2 separate regions of the Mus musculus genome follow, and region 1 is linked to region 2. The links are chromatin contacts, called in public HiChIP or PLAC-seq maps. All regions are on one chromosome and are shown on one strand. The core of a region is the stretch at or near the end of the contact, and the rest is flanking DNA. Distances in the headings are between cores, read along the strand shown.

What was found. HiChIP or PLAC-seq counts read pairs in DNA pulled down with a chosen protein or histone mark.
Region 1: a contact with region 2 is called in an H3K27ac HiChIP or PLAC-seq map of double positive thymocytes, with 7 times the contacts expected there. The contact joins two enhancer-like sites. A contact is called at or near these places in 4 of 115 datasets of contacts at active chromatin or transcription factors (the SCID.adh cell line, T-cell acute lymphoblastic leukemia, Th17 cells and 1 more).

What each region holds. Positions count from the first base shown.
Region 1 is chr12:107,749,067-107,754,835 of GRCm38.p6, forward strand. No RefSeq gene overlaps it. Among named protein-coding and RNA genes, the nearest start is that of 4930465M20Rik, 16 kb to the left of the region's middle. Within about 2 kb of position 3,320, at least 64 of the 459 cell types and tissues checked have an H3K27ac peak or open chromatin away from gene starts, as enhancers often do. A contact at or near this core is called in the SCID.adh cell line, T-cell acute lymphoblastic leukemia and double positive thymocytes, where this site is marked.
Region 2 is chr12:107,145,262-107,150,995 of GRCm38.p6, forward strand. No RefSeq gene overlaps it. Among named protein-coding and RNA genes, the nearest start is that of Gm52008, 37 kb to the left of the region's middle. Within about 2 kb of position 3,345, at least 35 of the 459 cell types and tissues checked have an H3K27ac peak or open chromatin away from gene starts, as enhancers often do. A contact at or near this core is called in the SCID.adh cell line, T-cell acute lymphoblastic leukemia and double positive thymocytes, where this site is marked.

The DNA of each region.
Region 1 (5,769 bases), core at 2,070-4,569, 600 kb after region 2:
CCTCTCAACCAAGTGAAGACATTTCCGGAGGCCTGTGAGGGCCCATTTGGGGGTGTACCCATAAGTACCTCAAGCCAAGTTTCCCAAGTCTGGGCACTGAGTGAATAAAACCCGACCTGCTCTCCTGAAGTCTCCCTTTCTTTAACTTCCCTTTAAGTTCAACGTGTGTTTGAATCCGGGGGAAACACGAACCACATGTTTTTAATCCATCAACACTTAAATCATCAAAATGTTGGAGGCCGACAATTTGGGGGCCGGCGGGAGTGCTGGAGCCTTTTAAAGACTTTCCTCTATTTCTCTAGCAATCAGAGGTAGCCCTTTTTTCCAGAAGAAAACTGGATTTCACCTCCAAAGAGGCTGCTGTGCTCTGTTCCCACCTCCGCACCCTCGGGGACCACAGCGACTTAGAACTTGGCAAGAGCCATGGTTGGGACAGCTGTGCAGAACGTCTTTGCTGTTGAGGAAGCTCCTCGCTTCTTCTCACTCTCCCTGTGCTGCTGCCAGGACCCCGGAGAAAAGCAATAAGTGAAAGTTTTAACACTAAGAACCACAGAGACAGACAGAGAGAAAAAAAGGGGACACTGGTTTCACCCACATGGCAGGCTGAGAGACAACAATCATCTGACCACTGCACCACAGGCCACTGCCCTTGATGGTTGCTGTACCCGTATGTCAAGGTCATGGACGGGACTATCATCGACAGCCACTCTGCAACTCAGCCAAGCAAATGTAAATTAATGAAAGTCCAAGACCCCTGTGAAGCCAGGAGGACTCCGACCCCGTGCTGAGCATGTCCTACACTTAATTATTTGATAGGCTCTGACATCAGCAACCACAGGCCCTTTGCTAAAAGTTAGCAACCAGAGTAGCAGGTACAGCTGACAGTGGGATGTCCCCAACCACTGTCAGATCTGTGAACCTCTTCCTGTGTACCTCAGAGCAGGGTGGGAATGGAGAAACATCCACCCATCTCACCCCTGACCTGAGACTAGGAGACCCCAACTCTATGCTAAGGAGGCATGGCAGGGAAAAGTATTATTCCTATTGGTGCTAAGATTAGGGGAAAGCCTAGAAGCAGAGAGATGCTTAGCGTATGTGACAACCTACGCACAATCCCCAGGACCAGGAAAAGCAGACACTAGTGGTTCTGTCATTGATGTCTCTAGGAATGGCCCTCCCAGGCCCACCCACATCCTTCCATCTTCTTCTCTCTCCAGCATATATGGCAGTTAGGTGCAGGTAGAATTGCAAGCCTATAAATATCCTGGAGACAGAGTGGGTAGGCCTCACTTCTGGCTCATTGTACGCAGGTGGTGAGGTGCTTCAACATCTCTATCCTTTTGAATGCTCTGCTGTGGGATCATGACAACAGGAACTCACAAGGCCCGCTGTGTGTCCAACCTGAGTAACCTCCCCGCAAGTGCTGACTGCTGACACGGTCCTTCAGGTTAACCCGAAGAGGAAGAGCAACTCCAAGCACATGCAAAACAACCGTGCTACCCAGAGTCAGCCCCCATAAGTGTTAAGTGCTTCTCCCTTTCCCTTCCCCGCCCTCTTCCCCATCATGGTCTACATCAAAAGGGAACAAAGCTGATTGAGGCCCAACCAGAGCTGGCCACTCTGTGGGCCTAGAGGGAAAATGAGTTAAAGTCCAATTTCATCTGGCCCATAAAAGGCAGGAGGCACACAGTGCACAGTTGAGACACAAAGCCCTGCCCCAGGCTAAACAGCACCTTTAACAGAATGGTTCCCATGTCCCTGCTACTGCAACCAAAGAGGGCAATGACCGTGGTGCCCAAGTTACCCTCCAGGGTGGGAGGGAGGCAGTGATAGTCTGATCACATGAGGTCTAAAGCAGGTACGGGAGCCAGAGGGCGTCGAGACTGAACCAGTGGCCACTTTCCTCGGTGCCAATGAGGGTTTTCCCAGAGTCTGCACCTTCAATGACTCAGCAAAGAGATACACATGGAGAAGACACTGAGAGATACAGAAGACAGAGAAGGTACAGGAAAAGTAGACGACGGGAGTCAGGAAGGAGGAGGAGAAGGGTGGGGTCAGAGGAGGGGAGGGAGGCAGGTCATTTGGGAGTTGGGAAAAACTGAATCCATTCTTCCCCAACCACTCAGCTCTTTGCCCTGCAAACATGGGCTACCTGCCCATGGGATTCCTGACCATGGAACTCTCTCCATGTGCCTTCAGAGTCATTGCCAGGGAGGCACGGGTCGCAGCCTTGGCCAGAAGCCTTGGCTCGGAGCTAAAGCATCATCCTGCACGCCAAGCTGGACAACAGTGAACAAGGTGTACTAGTGTTCTTTACAACTCCATCTCCCCATCAGAAAAGGTGGAAGGCCGAAAGCCAGGACTTCTACTCTCACCCAAAAGGAGATGTCTTAGCGGCTACTTCCAGGCTCCCTACTGGGATCTCTCCCGATCTAATTCACAGGCTCAATTTGGCCCTAATACCCACTAGGTAATAAATCTCCCACACACATACACACTGGTGTAAACGGCCCCTGGTCCCAAGGGAGGCCTGCTGAGCTCACATCCACCCTCTGGTGTCCTTGAGGACGGTGCTACATTCACAGTGGTGGCCCTTCACTCTAGGACATCTTCCCTTGGGTTAGATTTTGCTCTCTCTTTGAGAGTTGTTCAAAGTCCGGAGGGTCACCCTCTGCCATCCCTGCCACCTGGTGGGCAGTAGAAGATTGTTATCTGGTACCATTTTGTATACCATCGGTGCCAACTCAATGTGACTCTCACCTCACTCTATCCAGAAAGGCACTGTGGATTCCAGACCGGGAAAACCAAACTTGTCATCTCAACCAGACTGGGAAAAGTTCCCTCACATGTTTTTAAACCTGAGATGTGCATATATACATGCATATATATATATATATATACACACACACACATATATATATATATATCAACTTCAAAGTCAGGAAGCGCTGGGTGCAAATCCTTCCTCCACTGTTCCAAAGCAGAGACTCAGTTTTCTTCCCACGCTGCAAGAGAAGCAGACAACTGCCTCCCTGTGGAGTAGTGGGGGGGGTTGGGGGAGTATGGGGTGAGGGTGCTGAAAGCAAGCTAGCCACAGCCCCCATTCCGCCCCCCATGAGCAGCACAGAAACAAGAGCTTAACTAGGGGCGTAGGGCCTCCCAGAAAAGGTTGAAGCTGTTGTCCAGGAGTTTGGCAGCCAGCTTAGGCGTTTCCAGGAAAAAAAAGAGGGGGGACCTCAGCTCCAGGCCATGGAAAGCTTCTGCCCCAGTATTGAGTCAGCCCTGAGTCATGAGCTGAAAACCCGCCTTGGCTGTAATTAATCCCGGACTGATGACAACTGATTTTCACCCAGTGGAAGAGGCTATCTCAGGTAATTAGGCATAACCTTGTATACTGGTAATATGCCCTTTGTACGGCATCTCTGGCTGCCGTAGCCAGCCAGGCCCTGCCTCCAAAAACAACATCAACACTACCCAACAAGATGTTCCTGATTTCAAAGGATCTCCCTCCCCCCGCAAGCATTTTCGGTGTGAAAAGCTAAATATACAAAGGCCTGTAATTGGTTTGCCCCGATCCTCTGACTCTTCCTCTCTGGGATGATCTGCACTCTGGATGGGGGAGAGGGGGAGGCAGCGTGCAATAAGCACCTGTGTTTGAATGTGACTCTGCCCCATAGTTCAGCTTCACACAGAAATCCGGTCTGCTTTCTGTGGGTTGCACGGGGGGCGGAGCCAACTGATAACGTATGCATCTATTCATTCCTCTCATTTCAGCCACTGGGCCCCACTGGCCTCCAGGCTTGGTCAGATAGTAAGCTGAGATGCACGATGGGTGGAAAGCCCCTCTGATCACTTGCCAGACTTGGTTAACTAGCCCAGGTTCATTCAGAAAGCTGAGAAAGAAACAGAATGAGGGTGGTTTGTCCAAGTCTCCCCTTCTGCTTAGAGGCCCCCAAATTCCTCGCTGAGCCTGGTGCCCCTTCACAGGCAAAGCAACAGTTCCTGCTTCCCTGAGGCACACGGGAGAGTCCTGTCTCCACAGAGGCCAGGGACACTCCTGTCAGAGCTGTGCTTGCACAACCAGGGTTTCCCTTGCCAGGCCCCTGACTAACTGTGGCCCCACCATCCAGGCCCTGCCCCAACTGCTGGACGCTCCCGTCCCGGGTTCCCACGACTCAGGCTGCTCTCCCAGGACAGCACTGTGTTCCTTGACATGTCAGATGTTGCAATGCCCAAGCAGATGAGGCAAGAGGGACAATGGGTGCCAGGCCAGCATTTCCAAAGAAGCTCCACAGAAAGTTCCAAAAGCCCCCGCTCCCCTCGTCCCCTGCCCCTCTCTTTTTTCAGCATCAAGATTCCCTGCTTTTGTCTTTAACCATCTCAACAGAGTCTCGAAAGACAGTTTAGGCTGGCTGAAAAGCTAGCTCCCTGGGCCAGTCAGCATGCCTTTGCAACAGGATCTGAGGGTTTGGGTCTGTAGTCCAAGCTCTCTTGGGACCAGTGGTAATAGTAACACAGGCTAACTGCTGGCCAGCTTGTGCTATACAGATCTGCACACGGGAAGGATACAGCAGTGTAATCGTTACGACCAGGACAGGAAGCAGGTAGGCCATCACTACCCCTGCTCTCTAATCAGGCAGACTGAGACGCAGAGGCGAGAAAGGTCCAGCCCCAAGCCATGCAGGGGAGGGAGGGGACACCTTAGTGTCCTGTCCCCCTCCAGCTTTGCTGCCCATTTAACCCTTTGCCTCTATAAACATCAGCTTTGTGTCTATGAGATGGGACACACCATGCTTCCCTTTTGGTAAATGAGAACCCCAGCATTCCCCAGAGACCTAGGAATTCTCTCTTCTCTTCAGCCCATTCACGAATGCTCCCCAACCAGGCCATCACCCCTGTGCAGCAGATATAGCAGAGAGTGGCTTTTGGTAGAACATGGTGAGTCTATCAGCCTGCTTCCAGAGGCAAGGTGAGATTTAGTCTGTGGCTGGGTCCACCCTTCGAGAAGAGCCTTCCACCAGCTGGGTTGCTCGCCTCCATACCCGCATAAGAATAAGTCACTTTCTCCTTTACTGCATTCTGTTTCCAAAGCCCAGAGGCTGCTCTTCAGCTAAGTATTGGGCTGGGGATGCAGCTCCGTGATGGAGTGCTTGCTTAGCACACACAAGGTCCTATGTTCAATCTCCAGAGCTAGAAGAGAAAAATCTTATCAAGATATTTGAAGTGTCTGACGGGGGAAGGGGGGGGGGGGATCACCAGTAGCTACTGCTTGAATGAACTCATTCATTCACTTTATTTCATTGATTCACAAATTCCCTCCGAGACTAGCAAATTAGTGTGTGAAGAAGCAAATGACCCAATGTCCAGGAGCTTGGGAGTCAAGAGGTGCACACAGAGCCTGTGCACTGTGTGAGCAGACCGGGATGGTGGGGGGAGAGACATCCTGGCTGCAGGGCAGATACTCAGAACCACTGAGACCCTGGTCAATGGCCTGCAACACTCAACAAAAGAGCATGGAGCTTGGTCCCTCCCTGGTGAGCTAAGAGAACCAGATGGGGTGTGGAACAGCCCAGAACTCATGGAAAACAGCCCTGCAAAGACAAAGATGGCTTCCTAAGGCGTCTCCTCAGACCAGAGCAAAGCCTTAATGGACAGTGAAGAGGAAAGCTGGCTGGGGCCCTGGGCTTGGACACAGAAAGGGCTTGGAAGCCTAGGGGCTGTACTGACTTGTGTTGCTGTAATAAACACTATGGCCAAAAGCAGATTGTA
Region 2 (5,734 bases), core at 2,095-4,594:
GATAAATCTGACTATGGAGTCAGGGATGCTGATGGAGCCAGTCTGGAGACAAGTCCTACGTCTGACTATGGAGTCAGGGATGCTGATGGAGTCAGTCCAGGGACAAGTCCAGCAGAAGCAAAGCTCTGACAAGAGTACCAGGTGGATCAAGCCCACTCCCAATCCCCTGACACCCAGCTAAAGAGATGTCGGTGTGACTATGTATTATTGTTTTCTGACATCCCATATGTTGAGACTGTCCCCTCCTCCTGGTTAGAAGGAAGTGGGTGTTAGGATCCAGAGTGAGCTGTTTCCTTTGACCCAATGACTCACACTCTACTTCTCAGACTAACTCTTCCAGTTCCCAGTAGATAGCCACAGGCATCAGTCGGATACCGAGGATCAGAACCTGAGCCTTGAAGTTACACAGAAGGCATTGACCTGCTCGTCAATACCTACAGATTCCTGTCCAGGGCTCAGTTTCCCGTCTAATGCAAGGAGGAGGAGTATCTGCAGCTTGTGGCCTTGGTGACGCATCACCTGGGTGCCCTTAACCCCGAGACTGGAGGGCAATAGACTCTCATCTGTCATGGATGTCCTCTATCACCTCGCTGCAATCCTGAAGGCCCAGGCTTTTAGAAAGTCCACAGTCGATAACTTATTTGGCTGTCACAACTAGCCTGACCTGAACTTACTAGGCAGCAAAAATTGACCCAGACTGACACCGGGCTATTTATAGCCCGTGTTTATTTCACTTCATGCACATGTTCATACATTTTCTGTAGAAATATCACTGTGCCTGATTGCAAGGCATGGCCCCAGGTCCCACTGGGGGTGTTAAATAATACTAATGCATGCAACTGCTTACATTCTAAACGGGAAGCCTTCTGAATGCCAAAGGCCATGTGGCCTTGAGGTTTCTCTTACAGAGTCGTGGATTCGTTCACATGGGATAAAGCTCGCTCTGTTTTGAGGAGTGGCTGGTGGCTTCCTCACTCAGATAAAAAGGAGTTCAGGGCTAGAGAGGTAGCTCTGTTGGTAGACTATGCACCCACTATGTATAATGTACCTACTATGTGTAAACCTTCTGGTCCAGCCACCAGTACCTTAGGCATAAAGCAGATATAGAGGCGCAAAATTGTAAACCAGCACTTGGTGAGCAGAAGCTTAGCCACACAGGGAGTTCAAAACCAGCCTGAAACACATGAGATGCTGTCTCAAATGGTAGCAATAATTGTAATGTTATTAACAACTAGTCAGATGTTTTTAATCCATCAGGTGCATAGGAAGAGAAGGAATTTGGATCTGCAGAAGGGCAGGGTGCCCAGCTCCCTCTCGCCACCTAAGGAGACCCCACCCCCAAAGCTTATTTCCTGTGTTTACCTCCCATTTGCAGGCTGTGAAGAGAGGGCAGGGTGTGTGTGATCATCCCTCCTCTCAAAGATGAGAGAAACTGAGGCTCAGAGTGTCCCAGTGACTTGCCAGAGACATCCCCTCAGCTGGAGAAGAACAGATACCCATGTGGTTGGAATGCCAGAAGCTAGGCTCTGGGCCCAAAGCCTTGTTTCTTTGGGTTATGTGTTGAGTGCATTTTTTTGAGCACACAGGAAGTGCTCAGTAAACGCACTTGCAGTTGGACTATTTCTTTTTACATTTCCCCATCCAGCCCTCATCTCCTCCATCACCAGGAGGGAGGTAAGGTGAGCCAAACTGAAACCACAGACAACGCTGTTAAAGTGGTGTGTATCAGAAACACGGCATGGTAGAAATGTGCTGTCTGTCTGTCCTTCACTCAGTCTGATTGATTAAGCAATACGAGGTTCTCTGAAATGTCCTCCCTTCAGATAAATAACCAAGGCGTTAGGCTGAATCTGACTTGTAAGTTGTGATGTAATGGGAAAACACCTCCCGTGAAACCGGCAGGGTGAAGGCCAGCAGAGGTTTCTGGATCACAGAGGAAGGGCTTCATTCAGGGACCATTTCATCCCCCGCTCCTCTGAGCCCCACTGTGGGCCCTCACGCCGGGGCATTTCAGAAGCTCTGTGTGTTCATTCCTGGAATCTTCTTGCCTTTCATCTCGTTTGCTGTGTACAGTAGCTCGCCTGTCCCCATCCTTCCGAGAATGTCTCAAGCCCTGCCTTGACTGTAAAGCCCTGGGTCCTTCTCATACCTCTCTCCTACCTCTTTCTCTGTGTCCAGGAGCTGTAGTCAGAGTCATGGTACCAATGACCTGGGCATGGGAAGCCCCGAGCTCTGGTTCTCTCTCTTCTTTCTTCAAGGGTGCTATCACATGGAAACTTTGTCTTTAACTCTTAGTTCTTCATAGATGCAAACAGTCAGTTTCGTCTGCCCGATGCTGTTCTCCTATGAGGAAGCATGGGTACCACATTATCTGAGGAAGGCAGAGCACTCTGTGTGAGGTGTGTGGAGCCCCGCAGCTATCATCTGCTCTATGGCTTTCCATTTTTTACTTCCTAGCTCTTGATTGTTTGATGGTCGAGTGTCCTTTTGAGACCATATGGCACCAGAGTCTCCTTTCTCGCCTTGAGACACACACACACAAGGAGTTATGCCTTTCTTACTGTTATCGAGGGTCAGTGATTTTTCAGAGTCCCCCCTTCTTCCAGTTCGGGCTTTTCAGTGTGGCCTTTTGGGCAACTGCTGCTGTATACCTGAGGGTTAGCTTGAATGTATATTCCAAGCTTTGTGTGTACATTGAAGCAAGATAGGTGGGAAGGAAGGGCAGCCACCCTAACCTCATAGTCTGATGGTTTTGGGGCTCAAACCTGGGGTCAGGTTGTGATTAGGCTACTTATCAGAGCTTTATGGGTTTCCAATAAACAGATGGATGGGTGGTAGAGAGCACTGAGGTGGACAGTCAGATCTGGGGTGACCTAAGACTTAGATAAGAGACAAAAATTGTCAACATAGGCTCATGGTTGGTCCTAAATGTCCAAGCCCTGCAAAGGTCAAGACCCTTCTAAAAAGACCTCACACAAGCCTAGCTTTTAGGATGGACTTTGTCCCTTTCAGGCTGCCCAGGAAGGGTCAGAGATGGGGACTTTTGTCTGTGAGGACATTCTCTTTCCTTGCGAGTCACTGGCCTTCTAACATCCTATATGTGATTTCTGAGTGCCTGACAGGCACAAATTACTTTTAGTGAATTCATAGAGCGTGAACAGAACTCCAGCACTCTTCTCCTGGTGGGACTTTCCACGGGTTGACCCGAGCAGGTTTCTATAAAGAAGTGACAACTTGCCTGGAGGCCCTTATCCCCCGACTGGTAGGGACAAAGCTGCAAAGTGCTATATCATCTTCCTCTCCCCTCCTCAGCCTCCCCACCCCACCTCAGGGAGGGCGCTTACTGCTGGGCCTGGCGCCAGAGGAACTGGTGGTTGCTTTTGTGGTCACCCAGCAGTTTTATGAAGGCCCTTGAGGTACTTCAAGTACCAGGTGGCCCCAGTGTGGTTAAACTGTCTGGGGGCCGAACTCTGTCAGTGGCCACCTGAGAAGCGCAGGGGCCTGAGGGTGAGAGCTGTTCAGTTGGCTGTGGTGATAATTACATAACACAGGGAAGGCACAAATGGCCATTGTCAAGTGCACACTCACGTATGATAAACGAGCGCATTCCCAGTCTTCTGGGGCATTTGATGGGCACGACCTGGTTTGCAGAAACTATTCCTTTGTGGAAGTCACACCAACCCCCTGGGTACGTTGTTTTCCAGAGTTGCCCAGATGTAGAAGCTGGCTGTCCAGGGTTCACCTGTCATGGAGCCTTTGGTGAGCTGTGTGAGAGTGTTCTTCATCACAGACCCCATGAGCCAAGAGTACTTTTGTTATGTGGGCAGTGACACCGGCAGCCCTGAGTCCAGTAGGGGACAGTCTTTCTGGGCCCTTAAGCTCTCAAGCAGGCGTGAGGCAGAGAGTTATCTGCCTCTTGGTCTTCCTAGCTGATGTGCCATAGAGTGTGTCTCAGGCTGTAGTCAGATTGCAGAGTCGCTCAGATCCCTTCTCAAAGTACTTGGAAGCTTCAAGAAGACGTTTCAATACGATCTTCTCCTGCTTTCAATCCTTTGATCTTCCTTCTAGAATGGCCTTTCTCAATCTTCCTAATAACCTTTTCATAACCCTTAAATAGATTTTCTCATTTCCTGATGCCACTCCAACCATCAAATTATGTCATTGTTACTAATCTTGCTAGTTATGAACGTTAATGTACATGGATGGCATGCAGGTCTTCTGATATGCAACCCCTATTGAAGGGTCCTTCCATCCCCCACTAAAGGGTAGGGACTTTTAGTTTGAGACTGTTATAAAAGCATTGATCATAGTCTGGCATAGACCAGCAACCAGGAAGACATACAATTAAGGACATATGTGTGCATACGTCACATGTATACACAAGCACCTGCATGCCTATATTTGCATACAAACACACACGTATACACATGCATGCACATCAACACAAAAACACAGACACAGACATACCTTCCACCCTGAAAGTCAAACACACCCCCTCCTCCATGGAGGAGATCTTTGGTGGGGAAATGCAAAGCAGTTTGTTCAAGGAACATTCCATAGGTGCCCAACACCACGTTTGGCTCTTTGTAAATAATATGCCTTCCTTGAGGCTCCCAGAAAGTTCCCTTCACTAAAAGCTCTTGTTAAAGCTCCTGTCCTAGTGTGGATGTACTTATCATCTTGATTATCTCTTTAGGCTATACACTACCCTCAGTGCAAGAGCCCCCTGACCCCCAACTGTCAATCATTGCAGGGCTACACATTAAGTCAGTCAACAAATGTGTGTGGAGTTTCTAGTCGGTACTTTGTATATAGTGTTATAGCGCTCTCAGGCTAAGTACAGACTCAAGGATCTGATTATAAGTGAATGAATGAATGAATGAATGAATGAGTGACAAACTAGGGAGAGATAAACAGTGGATTCACTGAATTGGAGGCCCTCGACATAGCCCTCAGAGAAGAGGTTGTCTGTGAGCTTGGCACGGAAAGTTAGAACAATTGAGGTGGTCAAGTGTAATGGCTGAAGGCAGAGTCCTGCTTCCCATGAGGGGTCATGTGCACAGAGCTGAGTCTGACTCCTCAGACTTCACATGTCACAGCATTAATTCCTCATGAGGCAGCATGGGGAAGTGGGGCCTGGTGGGAGGTGTCTTAGTCATGGAGCAGAGTTAACCAACGGAGTAGTACTTTTCTGTATATTTATAGCCCACATCCCCTGTTGACATAAAGTCCCTTTTCTCAACTCCACACATGTCCACTCACTTCTAGTTTCTGTTGTCAGTTGAGAGAACATGAGGCCCTCACCAGAGGTGGCTACCCAGTTTTGAATTTTTTACCCTCTAAAAACAAGTTATCCCATGTCCTGTATACTGTTATAGCAGTGAACATGAGGTAAGACCTTCCTCGGTCATAGCGAACAGCTTCATTCGTTCACCCCTCTACATCAGTATTTACAACCATGAGCTAAGAATTTAAAGTCCACATCTCATGGGGGTTATTTAAGCATTAAATAAGCTCATGTATGTAGATACTCAAGTTTATGTTAGAAGGACCCTAAAATCTAGCAGTCTGGCAAGTATTTGGAAATTGTACAAGTACATAAATATATTTATAGCTAAAATAAAACCTCAAGCCAAACAATAGGAGAGAGACAAGGTTGACCCAACTTCACCCTTCAGGGTTCCAACTCTCTTCTGTCCTCTGTAGAAGACTCATGGCAACTTCTTACCAGATG